2 separate regions of the Mus musculus genome follow, and region 2 is linked to region 1. A link is a contact called in public HiChIP or PLAC-seq data. All regions are on one chromosome and are shown on one strand. Each heading gives the region's core, a stretch centred on a gene start, on an enhancer-like site or on the middle of the called end of the contact. The rest is flanking DNA. Distances are from core to core; before and after follow the strand shown.

Evidence for each region. HiChIP or PLAC-seq counts read pairs in DNA pulled down with a chosen protein or histone mark.
Region 2: an H3K27ac HiChIP or PLAC-seq map of oligodendrocyte precursor cells shows a contact between it and region 1, with 11 times the contacts expected there. The contact joins two enhancer-like sites. A contact is called at or near these places in 9 of 39 promoter capture datasets (the C10 cell line, the HPC-7 cell line, the SN4741 cell line and 6 more), 3 of 15 datasets of contacts at CTCF or cohesin (hippocampal excitatory neurons, large pre-B cells and stem cell-derived epiblast-like cells), 4 of 484 Hi-C or Micro-C datasets (cerebral cortex, cortical neurons, embryonic stem cells and 1 more), 16 of 115 datasets of contacts at active chromatin or transcription factors (bone marrow-derived macrophages, cardiomyocytes, craniofacial prominence and 11 more) and 3 of 9 other capture datasets (embryonic stem cells, liver and pancreatic islet).

Annotation. Positions count from the first base shown.
Region 1 is chr2:164,148,573-164,153,706 of GRCm38.p6, reverse strand. It overlaps Stk4 (serine/threonine kinase 4), which reads right to left. Exons shown (of 11, transcript NM_021420.4): 11 at 1-2,034. The coding sequence ends at 1,876. Among named protein-coding and RNA genes, the nearest start is that of Kcns1, 20 kb to the left of the region's middle. Within about 2 kb of position 3,221, at least 66 of the 459 cell types and tissues checked have an H3K27ac peak or open chromatin away from gene starts, as enhancers often do. A contact at or near this core is called in cerebral cortex, neural stem cells and oligodendrocyte precursor cells, where this site is marked.
Region 2 is chr2:164,385,583-164,390,977 of GRCm38.p6, reverse strand. It overlaps Matn4 (matrilin 4), which reads left to right. Exons shown (of 11, transcript NM_013592.4): 10 at 1,078-1,185; 11 at 1,264-1,585. The coding sequence ends at 1,322. Among named protein-coding and RNA genes, the nearest start is that of Rbpjl, 15 kb to the left of the region's middle. Within about 2 kb of position 1,692, at least 176 of the 459 cell types and tissues checked have an H3K27ac peak or open chromatin away from gene starts, as enhancers often do. A contact at or near this core is called in cerebral cortex, neural stem cells and oligodendrocyte precursor cells, where this site is marked.

The DNA.
Region 1 (5,134 bases), core at 1,972-4,471:
TCATGTGAGAAATAACTTAATAAGCCCAGGGAATCCCGATGAAACCTGTAGTACACCTAGGCCAGTGCCTGACACGTGCTTCCCAGGAAGTCCTAGCAGCCATTTATCATCTCAGCAAGATCCCCGAATTGTCCTAATTCTCTCTGTCACACAGTTACCTTATTGGCTAAGTCCTGCAGACCAGCTGCCTCTTGCATTTTTTAAAGCTTGCTTTAATTGCAAAGAACAGAATCTGGTCACAGAAGAGAACATCCCCTGCCACTTTATCGACTCTCAGGTTAGGGAGCAAAAGCAATTATGGAGTCGAATTTCAGAATGCTCAGGTGCAGCCCCATCAGGGCTCCCATCGGAGGGATGAAATGAGAAGAAATAATAGGGCGACTGGCTTCCCAGTTCCTTCTGACTGCAGTTTTGAGCCAAAGATGCGGGGATGACTCCGTAACTGTCTTCTGCAAAGTCCTCTACCCTGCTGCAGGCCCTCCATGAGAGACTGTCTGTCTCTGGGACACAGTAAGGAACCCACTAGTAGCTGGGACTGAATGACACGGCTCCTCTGGGGAGCCTTTCCATAGCAGCTCAGGTACCAAAGAGGCAAGGAAAGAGCAGGGGTTCCTGGGCCAACCTGATGTACAGTGGTAGCTTCATTCTCTCAGTGAAGAGGCTCTTGGTCCAGTGGTACAGGACAAATGCTCTGAATTCCAATCCCTACTTCTAGTCTACCCTGATTTGTGGTGTTGGTAATGTCACCTCTCCTCTGAGTCTCATTTTTCCACCTGGACAATACAATCAGACCTACTATGACTATGACAGTCCCTTCCCTACCATTCTGAATCCAACTAAGCCTTCTGGGAGTGAGCCTCAGTTGGGCATTAATTTACCCTTGCCAGAGCCTCCACAGTGAATGAAAAAATAAACAATCACGTATTTGGATGTGGACTATGGAAGCAATGCCCTTTACCCTGTATCTACGAAATGAAGAACAAATGCCGTGTGTGATTTTACCCAGGAACACTGAGATTTTCTGGACTGGATAGGGCCTGGTTTGCTGGAAAGTTCTTGAAAGCCTGTCCTTTCACAGATGTGTCTCCTCTTAAGGCACTGGGCAGTATCTTGGATGCGACTTTAGGCAGCTGGGAGGGTGGCGATGGATGAAAGGCGTTGAGACAGCAAAGGCTACTCTGCAAAGAGGGTGCAGGCGTCTCCTGGGAAAAGAGCAAACTCTCAAGTTCTCCACATTTTTTCCTGGCGTCACCGACAGCTTCCGAGGCCAGTGGGGACCATGGGAGGCTCGTCACTGTGGTGGCACAACCATCCCAAGACTAATTTCTCCATGCAACCCTGCAATGGGTGAAGCTGACGTCTGGGATTCAGTGACCACCTACGAGCCTCCCAGTGTCTTCTGCCCGCTTGCTGCACAGTACCATAATCTCACAGGAAAGAGGCAAAGTGTTTGAAACTGTACCTGTACAGAGACACCACCACAGAGTGGGGAATCTATTTATAATTTATATATATATATAATATATGCATATTTATAGATTTTTAAAAAGTCTTCCAGGGCGAGCAACCAAAAGCTATTACTAGAAGGAAAACAAAAAGAAACAATGTAAAAAATTTCCCAGCTATCACTGAACTAGGAGTCTCTGCTCCTGGGGTCTAGAATTCTGAGTTAAAAGCACCAATACAAACCCTTCAAGATACACCTTGCCAGTGTAAATGCACACACCAAATGGCACTGTGACTGCCAAGCAGCCCTTCCCACTGGCGCACATTCCTGAGTTCACAAAGGTGCTGTGGAGAGATGACAGAGCAGAAGTGCTGGCTAACAGACATGAGTCTAGCAACCCAGAAGCCACCAAGGCTGGGCTGGTGTTGTCAGAAGTTCTGTTGCCTCCTCTTCTTGGCTTCAATGGCATCCAGGATTGGCTGCCGCTTGGACCGGTACTTCTGCCGGATCTCTTCCATTTCCTGTTCCATCATGGGGTCGAGGGCCAAGAGCCTCTTCTGAAGGTCCTCCACAGTCCAGCTCTTGAGCTAGAAGAGAAGTGAGAAAAGTCACCACAATGTCTGAGCTGAGAATCCCAGTCTCCTCCAGCATCCAGAGGGAAAGTGGGCAGGAGGATAGTGTGATCAGTCAGAATCAAGGAGCAGCGGCTGCTAGCAAGAGCTAATTCCAATGACCACAACCACAGAGCTGTTGAGACCAGGCATCCCTGAAAAACTCTGAAGTACATATTCATCATATACAGTAACTCGCTGACTCCTACTTCTTACCTAGTCCATACAAGTTCAGAGACAGTGCTCATGCCTGTGTCTGGAACTTACCTTCAGTGCAGATGAGCCTCCCCCCCATACCCCAGAGTCCCACACAGCCATACTAACCCCCACTAACATTCACTAGGTTGAAACCAAGCATCTGTGTGGGTCATCTGCATGTGGCTCCTGACCATGCGGGTACAACCTTTGGCTGGCAAATCCTTGAAATTTCAACTAATCTTATACACAGAGAGAAAGGGACAACATATACATTAAAAATATGGCTAGTGCTGACACGCTGAGCTCTGGGAGCCAGACAGATTGACTCCATTAATATTCTTGAGAAAGGACAGGAGTGTTCCAGTGTCCCTATGCTACAGGGCACACAAGCCAGGGGAGAGTGACTAGATAACCTGCCTGGCATCTCCCAGGGAGCATGCGGCAGCATCAGAGGGTAACCAGCAGGATGGCTCCACAGCCCATGTGAGCCAGCTCTGCAGAAAGGCAGGCCAGCACAGCCCAGCCCTATGCAATAACTCAAGTTCCAAACAGGACTTTTGAAATGCCAGCAGATTGGCAAATTGTGGTCCCAGGCTGGAGTGGTAGCACACAGCTGCAACCCCAGCACTTTCCCCATAAGCTGTTTGTGTCTACGGAGGGAGCAGTGAAGGTTCACAGGAGTTCCGTTAAGAATGAAATGGAATCTGCGCCCCATGTGTGGTGTTGCTGACTTTACGAGGGCAGCCTGACTTGCAGAGCTGTGAGTGAATGCTAGCCTTGTGCACACTGGGTGGCGAGCGTCCCTGTTGCTCCTAGGAAGTCCAGTGTTCCTAGAACTCACAGGCTCGCCGGAGTCTCACAAGGGACCTGTTGTGCTCACATTTATAAACTACCACAGCCCTCAGTCAGCCCCTTCCTGAGGCCTCCACAGGGCCGCGTTAGAGACGCTGGGAGAAGGAGTTTCTTCCCACCCACCTTCCTCAGGGGGCAGGGTGTGAATGACTGCTACAGTGGCCTCCCTAGAAACGGTTTAGTGTGACCTGTCACCACAGGAATTTTCTTTGGCTGGTTTCAGGGAAGTTTTCCGAGAAGCAGAAAAAGCCTACCAGTTGAAGATGAAGGGTTCTTTGTAATGGAGAATGGGAAGACCTGAGGGTGTGGGGATGCTGGAAGGCTGAGCTGAATAAACTGTCTTTTTTCCAGGCTGTGGTTTATACCACCTTGGAGGTTGATGTTTTTGGCCCAGGGACACCCTGAAGACTGTCGCTTGCCTAGTCTTCCGTGTTTTCAATTCCTCTTCCAAGAGAAAACACCCTAAACCCAATACTGAATGTTACAGGTCGCTAAGAACTTAATCCTCAGATCACTGCCTGTACTGGCTGTGACACCCTGAAGAAGCAACTTCCCTCTCGAGCCTTAGTCTCCCTGAACACACAGACGGTCTAGTTCTTCCTCCCAGACTGGACTGTGAGAAGATTCAGAGGAGGACATGAGTGCCACGAAACACTGTTAGCTCAGGACTTCCTACAGTGCATGTCGGACAGGTAGTGAGCTCTGATTCAAGAAATGCTAGTGATCACTGCCATTGTTACTGATAATCTCCCATAACCAAGCTGTTCGTGAGTCTGCTGCTTTAAGTAGGATCCCACAAGTGAAAAACAACACAGCACCTATTTCACCTCTCTGTGCTAATAATACCTAAAACCTGAGAGTTCCCACAAGGTTCAACAACTTGGGGTTGTTTGACAAAAATGTTTCATCCACACATTATGGAATATTCACTGAACTCCGACTACAGGTCAATCACTACTGATAATTCACAAGACAATTAAGTGAACAAAACAACAGAAGTCATGGCCCCGGTGAGGCAACACAGGTAGTGACAAGCACAATAAGTCAGTAATAACCCTGTAAAGAGGATGTATGCTTTGAGAAAAGACAGAGGAGAGGGAGGGAGGGAGGACAGAAGGAAGGAAGGGAGGGAGGAACAAAAGAAGAAAGGCAGGCAGGCAGGGAGGCAGGGACCTGGAAAGCAGACTTCCTTGCATGAGGACAGAGGGTAATGTAAGCTGAGGAAAATGCACTACCTTCTCAGACTCTGCGGGAAGTGCGGCATCTTAGAGATGGGCCTCAAGCATGACTCCTCACCTGCCTTTCCAGCTGTTAACAAAATTCGCACCAAACAGCTGCCTAGTCTAAAGCTTCTTATGGGTTCCTAGTTTCTAAGCAGCTCTGTTATCCTTGATTCTAACCTGGGGTGACAGACATTCTCGTTCTAACTCTGCCACCTTAAATCTAAACAATGACTGCTCTTAGTCCTCTGGGGGTTTTTATGCCTTCCCCATTAGGACACAGCCAGTAGGGCAGGGCTGAGGATTTGATCACACCATGCAGATATAGATTTTTCTGACAAACAAGCTCAGACAATAGTTTTATGGCGCCAGATATAGCATTTCACCTTCCTGGTCCTTGGTGACATAAATAAATTTCAAATGGTTCAGTAAAATGTCTGTACAGTTTTGCTAAATAAAACCAGCATCCAAAGGATCAGATTCTCATATGAGCAATCCAGGAAGTCTGAATGGTTTTCAGCAGACAGGAGGAACTCAACGTGAGTATCCTTCTAGGTTTACATATGTTCTCTATGCTGTGACTGCCACTCATACCTAGAGCCCAGAATCTACTCCAGGAGAATCATCTAGCTCCAGTTGTACTGGCTATAGGACTCCCTGGTATGCTACAGGAGCTTGCAGCTTGCACTAAAGAGAGCTCTAGCTATCTACCTGCTTTCCTCCCCACCCCAGGAATGGACCGCCCCTCTCCTGGGAGCTCTTCCTTTCCCTTACAGCTCTCCTGCCCACAGCCCAGCCCTGTGGAG
Region 2 (5,395 bases), core at 443-2,942, 240 kb before region 1:
TCTCTACTCTACTCTTAGATGTTGAAGTGTGTGTGTGGAGATAAACTTGGATCCATAATTTTTTGTTTTTGCGTTTGAGACGGGGTTTCTCTGTGTAGCTTTGGCTGTCCTCCTGGAACTCACTCTGTAGATCAGACTGGCCTCAAACTCACAGAGATCCTTCCTTCTGCCTATGCCTCTTGAGCGCTGGGACCAAAGGCATGTACCACCACGCCTGACTTGGACCTATAATTTAAACATTAATTTCATCAGAATCAGTGGAATCGCATATTGTTGCACTTCATCCTGACTCACTAGGTCTGGGATAGGGTTTGATAATTTGCCATTATGACATATTCCTAGGTTATGCTAATACTGCTTGTCCACGGAATGCTGGTTTACTAGAAATACACAGTACAGGGTTGACTTGTGCCTGGCATTGCTCTAGATATTGTGCCAGTACGGTATTCAGTCGCTACGTGTGTATGATGAATTACAATTGGTCACAATAACACAGAATAAAAACTGAGTTCTTCAGTTGTACCCGCCACATTTCAAGTGTCTTAAGCTCCAGGTGGCTTTTGGGTATTGAATCGGCCAGGACAGACAGATAGAGAACATGTCCATTGTTTGTCGTGGTCTCATTTGGACCAGCTCATCCATCTAGACTTTTTCTAATCAAAGTGAAACCCATGGACTTCAGAATTAATGTGTTTCAGGAGCTTAGTGAAAGTGCAGATTTTTACTCTGAGTCGAAATCTGGATTCTAGCAAGCTCTGTGGTAATCCCAGCAAGCATAAGGGTTGGAGAATTTCTCTTGCAAGTGGGTCCACATACGCAAATCGTCTAATCTCATAACCACTAGTGGGTAGCTTCTTTCATTATATCCATTTTACGGATGCGGGGGAATTGAGACTTGAGGGGTTGAGTTTCCCCCAGGACTTCTGTGCTATTTGGCTGGGACTCAGGCTAGGTCTAAATCCAAAGCCTGCATGTACACCATCGACTCGGTAGAGGTGTATCAGAAGGTCGAAGCCACAGCCTGGTGGGCTCCCTTTTGGTTCCTCATTCCTTTGACTCTTGGCTCTCTCCTTGCAGAGGAGGGCATTGGCGCGGGGACAGAGCTTCGGAGTCCCTGCGAATGCGAAAGCCTCGTGGAGTTCCAGGGCCGCACGCTGGGGGCGCTCGAGAGCCTGACGCAGAACCATATCCTTTGGGGCTGGAGGTGCGGGTTGCAGGGCGGGTGAAGGGATCTCTGAGACCACATCTTCCTTAACCGCTCACTGGCTCGGCTGACAGAGCGCCTGGAGGAGCTGGAGAACCAGCTGGCTAGCCGAAAGTGAGGGTCGCACGCTGTCTGAGCAGCCACGCGAGACCGAGGCCGAGCCCCGCAGCCTGGACCGTCCAGGAGGGGGCGCTGGCGGGCCCCACGCGCTGCCTTCGAGCTGGCCTCACCTGGACCAGGAGCCAGATTTAGGGGATGGGGATGAGGGGATGGGGAGGTGCTGGTGGGGAAGGACTGCTACACTCGCCGCGAGCTTTGTTGGATTTCTTTTTTTGTTTTCCTTTTCTAAAAAAAAAAAAAAAAAATTTGGTTTTCACGGGGTCGGTTTGTGGCTATTGCTATGCTGGCAGAGGGAGGGGAGTTCAGACGAGCGTGCTCATAGGCGCCCGGGTGGCGTCCTCTTGGAGAAAGGCGCATTGTGCAGTACTGGGGCTGGGGGGCAGGGGGCCGCTGCTTCCCGTCTCTTGTTTATTCAGCCCCAGAACAGATGGCCCGTTATGTAGGACGTGGGGAGGGAGGGGATGCCCCGAGAACCTTTGGGTCCGAGGAAGTCTGAGTCCCCCATCTTCTAGCACGTCGTTTTCTTGCTGTTCCTGTCTTCTGGAGCCAAAAAATGTGGCTCAAAGGCCGCTTGGGACCTGGCTGGGGATGTGAGAAACTCTGTTGAGCCCCTGACCAGAAAGAGTGGGGGATGCGGGATGTGCTCCACCTGGATTGTATCATCTGCCTCTGACACTTGGTGGCATCCCTGAGCCTGTGGCTCTCTTCTGCCACTCCTTCAAGAAGCAAAGCTGAGCTGCATGCACACAACCCTCTCTACCAGCAAGGAACACGAACTTCCCGGGTACACATGGCAAACTAAAGCTTAAAATACGTTGGGTTCCAGAATGGGCGTCAGGTAAATTCCCCCGGGTTTGTTTTGCCATTGTTAAAGCTGAGACAAGGGTTAACTGGTACAAGCAGGACTGTGGCTAGAGGAATGTATGCTAAGGTACCTGACTTTGTGCCCGACATGTATTTTAGGTCCTTTGTTAATGATAGTTAGCAATTATTCTTATAGAAATATGTCTTGGACCTGGTTTGAAGCGATTTCCTAATATTGCCATTGTATCCGTTTTTTATCCAGACAACCTCGTGAGATAATTAGGATCTTAGAAGGCAAGATGGCTCAGCTGGCAAGCACATTTACACATTAAGATTTACAATCTGCTTTCAAACATCAGGGTCCTCATGGTAAAAGAGAGAACTCCTCCTGTAGGATGCTCTCTGACTTCCACCTGCCACCTGTTCCTACTTCATCAGAATGGTCAGAAACGGGGCGTGGTCAGAACAGGGTGAAAGGGAGGGGCCTGGACTCGATACCAGGTGACAGAAGGCTGGATACCTTAGAGGGAGGGGAAGGGTATGACTGACCTGAGCCTCGTGTTCTCTAAAGCCACATTCCAGAAGGGCCGGAGGAGAGAGGGGAGTGGAGGGCAGTTGCTTGTGAATCAAGGAATAACCACGATGATGAAAATGGTCCTAATAATGTAAAAATAAATGCTAAAGATAATTATTGCCTTCATCATTTCCATTTTAGACAAGAGGAAATGGAGTCATGTAGTTTCCCAAAACGGCACGTCTAGTCAGAGGCTGGACTGACATGCTATATTTCTGATTGCTGCTGTAACAAACGAGAGCTTCGAAGGCAAAATCAGTTCCCTGTCTCACAGTTCCCGGAGTCAGAAGTCCAAGATGGGTTGGCAGGGTTGCATTCTTTCTGGAGAAATCTGCTTTCCTTTGTAGCTTCTAGAGGCCTCCCAAGTCCCTTGGCTCATGGTCTCACTGCCCTCTGATCTTAACACCTCTCTCTCTGTGTGATTCTCTCTTTCTCTGTGATTATATTGTTATGACTTTGACAATCACAGACATGCTTCTACTTCAGAAAAACTCCCAGAAATCTCCTTTGTCATGTAGAGTCATAGATTTATTCATAGGTTCCCATGATTCAGGCATGGAAGTTGTTGAGCGGAACAGGGCCGAGGCTAGGCTGGCTGATGTCTGTACTGCTAAGGCTGGATAGGGAGTGAGGTCCACCTGTGTGCAACTGTATAGAAAAGGGGAATGTCTGATGAAGGATAGTGCAGGCAAGAAAAAAAGGGGGGGGTGGGGAGCTTTGAGCAAAACCTTAAATGATATGGCAATACTTTCTGTGATTGGTCATGTGGGTCAGGAGCGGCTGGGAACAGGAGCTGAGATGATCAGGACCTTACTTAGATATCATGATCAGATAAAGTAAGCAGGCCAGGGTAGTGGCTGGCATGAGAGCTCACCTTGCCCAATCCCTCAAGTTTAAAGTTAAGGAGAGTCCTTCCTAGGGGCCACAGGTTCTTGTCTGAGAGCACACCGTGAGTAAGCAGAGGGGCCAGATAGAAGACTTGCGTGGATGCGGGACTGCAATAGGGCACTTCCTGTTGGGGAACTGTGAGGGCTGGTGGAAGCTAGAGCATCCATCTTTCCTGGATGCAACCAACACCTACCTGCTTCCTGTCCCTACCATTTCTTTACGTCTGCATTCTCCCTTGTGGCCACAGGATGGCGCCGGAAGCTCTGCTTTAGACCTGTATCTCAGCACCCTAGCAGGTGCCCCCCTGCCCCCTGGAGCTTGGGCTAATGATGGTCCTTCCTTTTAACACCAAGGGTTTTGAACTGCAAAGAGGTCCGTGGGCCAGGGAGGAAGTCTCGGGTAACTAAGATGGAAGACATCCTTCACACTTGGTCCATTTCCCCGAATCAAGCACACTTTCTCAGGGTTGGATCTTACCATTTTATTTTGGACTGGAGGGCACCATCGATTCAACCTCTGTTAACTTGCGGGTCTGATGGTAAATGTTCCCCTTTCCTGCGAGCATTTAAAGTTTATGAGGAGCCAACAGGGAAGAGAGAGGGAGAGAGCAATGGTTGATGCGAAGAGAACACATGGAAGGGCTTTAGACAGGTTTTAGACAGCCAAGGGGGTAGGAGCGTTGTGTGACCACGTGATTCTCAAGGCAACACTGTGAGGGGTTTGGAGCATAGATCCTTTCACTATCAGAGGAAGCCACTGGTGAGAGAGGGGAAGACAGATGTCCCAAATCACTCACCAAGCTCGTAATGTCCTGGCCCCTTCCTAACTCATCAGAATGGTCAGAAATGGGGCGTGGCCAGAACGGGACGAAAGGGAGGGGCCTGGACTCAATACCAGGTGACAGAAGGCTGTATACCTTAGAGGAGAGGAGGGGAAGGGTTTGATTGACAGGAGCCTCGTGTTCTCTAAAGCCACATTCCAGAAGGGCAGGAAGAGAGAGGGAGTGGAGGACAGTTGGTGTGTGAATCAAAGAATAGCCACGATGATGAAAATGGTCCTAATAGTCACCGTGACTGGCGTTTATGGTGATTCACAAGGAAGTTTCCCATCACTTTGCAGCTCAGCAGAGCCACGTGCCACCCAAGGGGGATTACAGGGCAGTGCGGTGGCTGCTATTTTACTGAAGGGAGACACGGGCTACAGAGGGGAGGGTGCCTCGTTCAAGATTATACGTCCAATTACTGCCAGCGCTGGGCTGGACAGAGACCTCCTGGCTCCCAGCCACACATGGGCTGCCCCACATGGGCTCCAGCTGTGGCCAGCCAGAAAGAATGGGGCCTTTGTCAGAGCTGAGGATCAGGCACAAGCCTCCCGCAGCCTTGGCTTGAGGCCCAAGGAGATGGTTAGGAGAGGAGGCTTGGGGTGTGGGGTTGGGGGTGGGGTGGGGTGGGGGCGTAGAAGGTTCTAGTTAGACTGAGGAGCTGATCCTCAAATGACCTGTATATGCCCTTCAGCTTCCCTTCACACTTCCTGCTAGCCATCCTGACTTCGAGTCGAGTCCGCGGCTTTGTCCTGGACAATCTCTCTTTCCTTTGTATTCCCTTCCTCCCTCCCCTCTCTCAACAAAGACCTTCACTCCTGCCTTACTTAGTAACTTGACCCAAACTTTTCAGTCCTCCTGCTCAAAGAAAAGGAGCCCCTTCTTTGTGAGTAATGTCCACTGAGTTCCTACTGTGTGCCGGGCTTCTGCCAGGCACTTTTATCTTTTTTTTTTTTTTTTTTAAGATTTATTTATTACATGTAAG